Regions from separate parts of the Rattus norvegicus genome. Here region 1 is linked to region 2. A link is a contact called in public HiChIP or PLAC-seq data. All regions are on one chromosome and are shown on one strand. Each heading gives the region's core, a stretch centred on a gene start, on an enhancer-like site or on the middle of the called end of the contact. The rest is flanking DNA. Distances are from core to core; before and after follow the strand shown. Region 1 holds the start of Hectd4 (HECT domain E3 ubiquitin protein ligase 4). Region 2 overlaps Hectd4 (HECT domain E3 ubiquitin protein ligase 4).

Region 1 (3,326 bases), core at 708-3,207, 39 kb before region 2:
CAGTGAGTCCCAGGGATCCTCCTATCTCCACCTGTGGGGACACACTTGTGAGCTCTAGGGGCCCATACACAGCCAAGATCAGTTTTTACATGGATGGTGGGGACCCAAATGCAGTGAAGCAATTCCTTTACCCACCGAGCCATCTCTTTGCTTTGTTTTTTGAGGCAAGGTCTCACTGTGTAGCCCAGGCTAGCTTCAAACTCCTGGTTCTCCTCTTGTCTTGGCTTCTTGAATGCTGAGATTACAGGCATACTAGGAGTGGCTTGGCTCCATTTTTTTTTTTTTTTTTTTTGGTTCTTTTTTTCGGAGCTGGGGACCGAACCCAGGGCCTTGCGCTTCCTAGGTAAGCGCTCTACCACTGAGCTATTGGCTCCATATTCTTGCTGTTGCTGCTGATTTGAGACGGGGTCTCACATAGTCTGGGTTGTCCTTGCTCTTGCTATGTTGCCAAGGACGACCTTGAGCTCTGGATCCTGGTGCCTGAATCTTCAGAGTGCCAAGATTACAGAGATAGGGAATGATGTTGTGCAGTGGGGATGGGGGGGTTAGGGGAATGGGGTGTGCATGCTAAGCGAGCATCACTGCATCACTGAGGTGCATGTCAGCTCCATTCTGTCACATCTGGTTGCAGGTTCCACAAGAGCAGGTATTCTTGCTGCGTTTGTGTCTGTAAAACCCCACACCAAGAACAGGGTCCGGCAGAAGGGATCACGAAACACTTGTTGAATGTGTGAGAGGTAGCTAGATAGCCACATCCTTTTGGATGTTTGTTTTTTTGAGACAGGGTCTCCCTATGCAGGCCTGGCTGTCCTGGAGCTATGTAGCTTTGGCTGGCCTGGAAATCACAGAGGTCATCTTGCTTCTGCCTCCTGAGCTCTGGGGTTAAAGGCAAGCCTGGTAAGTACACATGTTTGGAAAGGTGCATGTCAGTGTTGAAGATGACAAAGCTTGTCATTTTCACTAACGGAGCATGATTAAAAAGCCGGGAGCTGGAAGGAAAGCATCGCTTTTGTTTAATTTTAATTTTAATTTTTTTTATGCATGTGAATGTTTGCTTGCATGTATGCGCCACATCTATGCAGTGACCTTGGAGACCGGAAGAGGATGCGAGGTCCCTTGGGACTGAAGTTATAAATGGTTGTGTGCTACCCTCTGAGTGCTGGGAATTGAACCCCGGTCCTCTGGAAGAGCAACCAGTGTCAACTTGTCAACCATTTCTCCAGCCGAAGGGCATTCATTGATAGACACTTTATTTTCATCAGATGTCAGTTGTTTCTTTGTACTTTTTTTTTTCTGTAAATACTAACCATTGACTGTGAGTTTTATCAAGTTCTCATGACCAAGTGCATAATGTCCATTATATATCAGCCTTCAGTATTTTATATAATTTCCTTACTGTTTTATGTATTTAAAAAAAAGGGGGGGGGCCTACATAGGCCTAGCTGGCCTGTAACACCTTATGTAGCCCAGATTGGCCTGAAACTTGATATGTAGACCAGGCTAGCCTGCAACTTGCAATGGTCCTCCCACTTCTGTCTTCCTAGCACTAGGACAGTTGGCATTCACCACCAGGTCTGTTTTGTTTGTTTACTTATTGTGCTGTAAATGGAACACAGGACCTCAGGCATTCTAGGCTAACCCTCTAAGACTGAACTACCCAACGTCTTAGGAAAGACTCCTGAATCTCTCTCTCATTTAACAGATAACAGTGTTGACCCTCCATAATCCTTCCAGAATGAGCTCTGGCCTGAGCAAAGGGTGCACATCTGAGTAAGGAGGGATGGGGAACAGGGTCGTCTTCTCTCGAAGCCACAGACAGCCTCAGATAGCATGGGAAGGGGCTTCTCTGAGCCCCAGCAGCTTGGCTATAAAGCCGGCCGGGGATGTGGGCGGAGCTAGACAGACAGGAGGGCGGGGCCTGTATTGTCCACCCCGCGGGGCATGCCGGGAACCCCGCCCCCAAGATGGCGTCTTACTGACAGTTGGCTGCGGAGCGGCAGAGGCGGATCCTGCTCGTCAGGGCGGCGGCGGCGGCGGCGGCGGCGGGGCCGGGGTCTCCCGGGCCGGGGTTGGCGTGTGGAGGGATGGCGGTGCGGAACGCCTAGGGCGGAGCCGCGCGGGCGAGGCGGGCGCGGCGGTCGGCCATGGGTTGCTGAAGCGGCAGGGTCTCCGCAGCGCCTTCTCTTAACCATGGGCTCGTCGGCAGCCGCGGCGGCGGCGGCAGCGGCGGCGGCGGCGGACTCGGCGCAGTGGCTCTCGGTGAAGGAGGAGACCATCTTTCTGCACGACGGGCTTATCCGGGTCACCGACCTGGCCGAGCTGCCCAGCGAGATACTCGGCGCCCCGGAGGCCGCCGACACCGACCTGGAGGTGAGTAAGAGCCCGCAGGCCGCCGCAGGTGTGTGCGATTCTGGAGAGCATCTTCGGGCCGCGGCCTGGAGCCCCGGCAGCCGCCGCCCGGCGGCTCCCCTCCCCCACGCACCGGGAGTCTCTTGGCGGGCGCGCCCAGGTGCCTGCGCTCCGGAGACCTTTTGTATTTTGAACGGTTGCACAGGCTCTGCTTCTTTTCGGCCCCAGCCCTGTGTTGATTTTATGTGCGTGCGTGTGCGTGCCTGTGTGTTGGGGAGACTGGAGTGACAGCTGCCAGGCTTCCTCCACCATAAGCGATTCTGCAACCTGTCTGTGCAGTGCCTCGGATTGACACCAGGGCCTTTGTCAGGGAAGCCGGCGGTTTGGACAGCGAGAAAGGGATGCTACATCGCGGCCTGGGAAGGGTCAAGGGCGGGCGTGAGCGAGTGTGTGAGAGTGTGTGTGTGTGTGTGTGTGTGTGTATACACGCGCGCGCCTCGGGGTCTCTGAGAAGCCCAGTCTAGGAGCGGTGGCAGGTGCATCAGCCAGTCTCAGCAGTTGTGGTGTTCCCCACCACCCCCATCCACCCCAAGGAAATGTGCATATGGTGGATGGGAACTTTCCACCGACTGCACTCGGTTTCGCATTTGCCTAGAGATGGGAATGTTTGGCAGTCGTGTTTTCCACCAGGCCAGGTGGATGTTGACCCTGCTTCCCCATGGAGTGTGGTGAAATTCGTATTGTCGCATGGAGGGGTCCCTGGGGTACACCGCAGAGAGGAGGACCTCCCGCACAGGGAATCTTTTGTTTTGTATTTTTTCCATGTACTCTGATATTCACTACCACTGACATTTATAGTAATGGGGTAAAATCCCATTACTGTGTGATTCTGGAAACAGCATAGATCTGATCGCGTTCAGCCAGACTTTGGGACGTGCTTGAGATGCGAATGCGGTCCACTGTGTTTGTGTCTGGCT
Region 2 (3,301 bases), core at 647-3,146:
GCAGGCTAGAATGCTGTACAGCTAGTGGCTCACCTTCTCCAAATGTTGGTGCCGTTGTCCCTGTGTGTCTTGGTGCTCTCCCAGGGCACTGTGCCTGTTGAGCAGATGAAGGAAGAAAAATTGACAGGGCTTAGGTGACAGTTGTGTGGTGGTGAATGGCAGTGCCCTGTCTCACTGCCAGCGAGTCCAGGCTGCAGGTGGTGCCTTTATACAGCGCTGCCTCCCTGCCTCGTCCTGTTCTTTGAACCGAGGAGCAAATTAAAAAAAGCCTGAGCCTACGAGGTCTACTGTTGGGTACTCCATTTCTATTGAGGTTTAGGCACATGATACCCTCCAATTAAGGTCTGGCTAAGAGAAGAAGGCAGCAAGCAGAATCAGCTCATCAGATCCAGACAGTCATTAGTCCAGGCAGGTGCTGTTGGTTACCTGGAGTGCTGCCAGGTCGGCCTTGTGCATCTTGAAAGCCCCTTCTTTTCAATCCTGCTTACCTCCCAGACTCCCCAGAGCTTCTAGCTTTGTGAACCATGAGGAAATCAGTGAGTAGTGACTCCTGCAAGTGAGACACCCTGTGAAGTGGATGAACGTAACAACATTACGGATTAGCTTGGCCACAGTGTTAGACTTGAGATCCTCTTCTATGGGGATGAGGTGGGACCAGACGCAGACTGTCATATGGGGCCTCCCAGGTGCTCGGTGCTTGGTGCTTGAGTCTTGTGCTTTTCCTTTTGTGTCCATGGGAATTTTTATCTCTGTGACTGCAAGGAGAACGCTTCCACAGTTGCAATTGTGTGTGCCTACTCATATTCTACCAGAGCCAGTGTTGTGGTGAAGGTGGGGGAATCGTGCAGTTTCTGACCTATAAGAGCAGAGAGACTGTCTTGGAGCCTTGCCCTGTGATTAATGAGATCAACACTGGCTGCCTACTTACTTGGTTTTCAGTGTGGGTGGCTTTTCCATCCCTTCCTTTTCTCTCTAGGGGATCCCTGAAGACCTTTGTCCACACAGTTCACCTGCTACAGAGACAGACTGAGCTGGGCTCCCTGCCTGTCGCCGATGTTTTGTATAGGTAAGTTGTCCCTTACCTATTAAATAAGTTGTCTTGTTTTTCCAAACAAGAAGAACATAGAGGCTCTTAGGGACAAACATTATTAAATCTTCCTAATTAATAATTCATAGCTTTGAATAGATACAGAATCATCGCTAACTGCTAAGGGATATGAAAGTGTTCCTAGAGTGTATTCTTTTCATTTTTTAATTTAAAAAAGTCCTAGTCTGTAATGAATTCATATTGTAATATGAGATGACTGTGTTCAGATGTAAAGAAGGAATTGAAATCACTCACCATCTTATTATTATGTCTGTGTTCCTCCTAACACAGGGCCTTCTTTGCCTCTGTCTCTCTCCCTCATACACATTATCTGTTTAATAAAGCATAATATATTTAGGCTGGGGATGTAAAGCCAGGTGTGGTGGCACATGTTCACTCCAGCCTTCGGGAGATAGAGGCAGATAGATCAAGGCTAGCTTGGGCTACATGAGGCAATATTACTAAAACGTAAAACCAAAAAAACTAAATAAATAGAAATATAATGAGTATGCTTATACACGGATAAATTGAAATCTTTTAAGCATGTTAAAATTTTTATTTTTGTTTGTCTGCCTGGGTGTGGCGTGTGTGTAGAAGAGAGCCTCAGACAGGACCCAGTTGTCCCCTTCTCACCGTGCTGAGTCAGGGTCTCTCCAGGCTCCCTGACCACTCTGATCTCAGTGTGCAAGCGCTGGGGTTAGAGGCGGGCACCACCAAAGAGCATTTTACACAGCTCCCAGGGCTTGGACTCTGGCCTCATCTTGCAGAGCTGGTGCTTTTGTCCACTGTGCTGTCTCCCTGGCCCAGCGCTTTGTAATTACTGCCTTGTGATTTTTCACTAAAATACACTGTGAACATCACTCACATGCATATCTATTTAAACCACTTGTGTCTGTTCTCTGAGCTGGGAAGTAGGCTTCGTTTCTGGAACACACACGCTCAGATCCTTACCGTTCTCCTTCACCCCCACAGGCTGCTGCTTTTGGAAGGGGGGCCAGGATCCCCTTCCTGTTTGCTTGGGGGCAAGCACATAGTATCGTGGGGGTATGAAGACATGCTGCCAGCACCGGACAGCAACCCTGGCTCCAGCTCTGAAAACAAAGGTAACGCAAGGGCTTTGCCCTGGGCCCGAGGCTGGGGTGCGAGAAGAGAGGTTTCAGATCACGGCAGCCAATGCTTTAGTGCAGCCCCTTGTTCCTGCCAGGGAAGCTCAAGATCCTGCACAGAGTGCTCTTTGTTTGCTCGGCCAGTGCAAGTCTGAAGGCTGGCACTCAGGGACCGTCCCAGGCCAAGGCCTTCCTGTGACCCTAGCAGGGTGGCATGGCTTACTTCACTTGACTCCCGAGTGTTTGAGAGGTGCAGTAGCCACCCACAGTGGACATTTGTAAGAGGGTCAGACACGCCCTATGATGCCATGTCTTCTATTCCTTAACTGTGCTCTTTTATGGTCCCTCCTGTCCTAAAACAAAAGAAGGCCCAAGGAAGCTTGAACTGTGAAGTCCCTTACCCAATGTAGGCAGTGTTGGGATATTTTTACACAGTTTTGTAGGATCATATACCCGTGTTTTACATGAGTTCCTCAAAAAATGGCAGATGCTCTGTTAAGTGATTGACTTGCCAGACTTTTCAGGTGACTTGGGCCTCTGCGTTGGCATGGGATCTGTTTAGATCAGCACCCAGGCTCATCAGCTCTGTTCAGCACTGTGTACTGCTGTCCCCCTGGACAGCACAGCTTTGCTTCCTAATGGGTCTGTCACTGCTCTTGGCCGTCAGTTATTATGATGACATTACTTACCATAACAGTATAACAATGTCACTAACTTACATAACTGATGAAGTAGGAATAAGAAAGGAAAATCCCCCATAGATTGAGAGCCTGTCCAGCACACCTCTTCATTCCCAGCCCTCTAGGAGGCTCCCTCCGGTCAGCCCCATGGCTGAGCGCAGTCTGAGGTGGCTGTTCAGCCTCTCCCAGCCTAGAGCCATTCCCTTACAGCCCTCTCTGGAGAGGGCTGGGGAGGAGCAAGGACGCTCTGCCCTGGGCTGCCAGAGAAGCACACGACTTGCTGTGTGCGCCAAGAAGTGCTCAAGCAATGTGCTCGAGCCTCTGTGTGGGCTTTACTCTTTATTCTCCCTCCTGGGGGGTTCCTGAGGTGGCTGTCAGGCTAGTGTGTCTGCTTTTGTGTTTAGGTGGAGGGTGTGTTGTTTAGAGTA

What was found. HiChIP or PLAC-seq counts read pairs in DNA pulled down with a chosen protein or histone mark.
Region 1: a contact with region 2 is called in an H3K27ac HiChIP or PLAC-seq map of oligodendrocytes, with 3 times the contacts expected there. The contact joins the promoter of Hectd4 here to the enhancer-like site in region 2. A contact is called at or near these places in 12 of 12 Hi-C or Micro-C datasets (the A7r5 cell line, the Rat2 cell line, Schwann cells and 7 more) and 1 of 1 datasets of contacts at active chromatin or transcription factors (oligodendrocytes).

The regions. Positions count from the first base shown.
Region 1 is chr12:40,990,215-40,993,540 of GRCr8, reverse strand. Hectd4 (HECT domain E3 ubiquitin protein ligase 4) reads left to right here and starts at 1,957. Exons shown (of 62, transcript XR_010056783.1): 1 at 1,957-2,370.
Region 2 is chr12:40,951,401-40,954,701 of GRCr8, reverse strand. It overlaps Hectd4 (HECT domain E3 ubiquitin protein ligase 4), which reads left to right. Exons shown (of 62, transcript XR_010056783.1): 3 at 977-1,066; 4 at 2,060-2,190. Among named protein-coding and RNA genes, the nearest start is that of Hectd4, 39 kb to the left of the region's middle. Within about 2 kb of position 1,896, at least 45 of the 93 cell types and tissues checked have an H3K27ac peak or open chromatin away from gene starts, as enhancers often do. A contact at or near this core is called in Schwann cells, where this site is marked.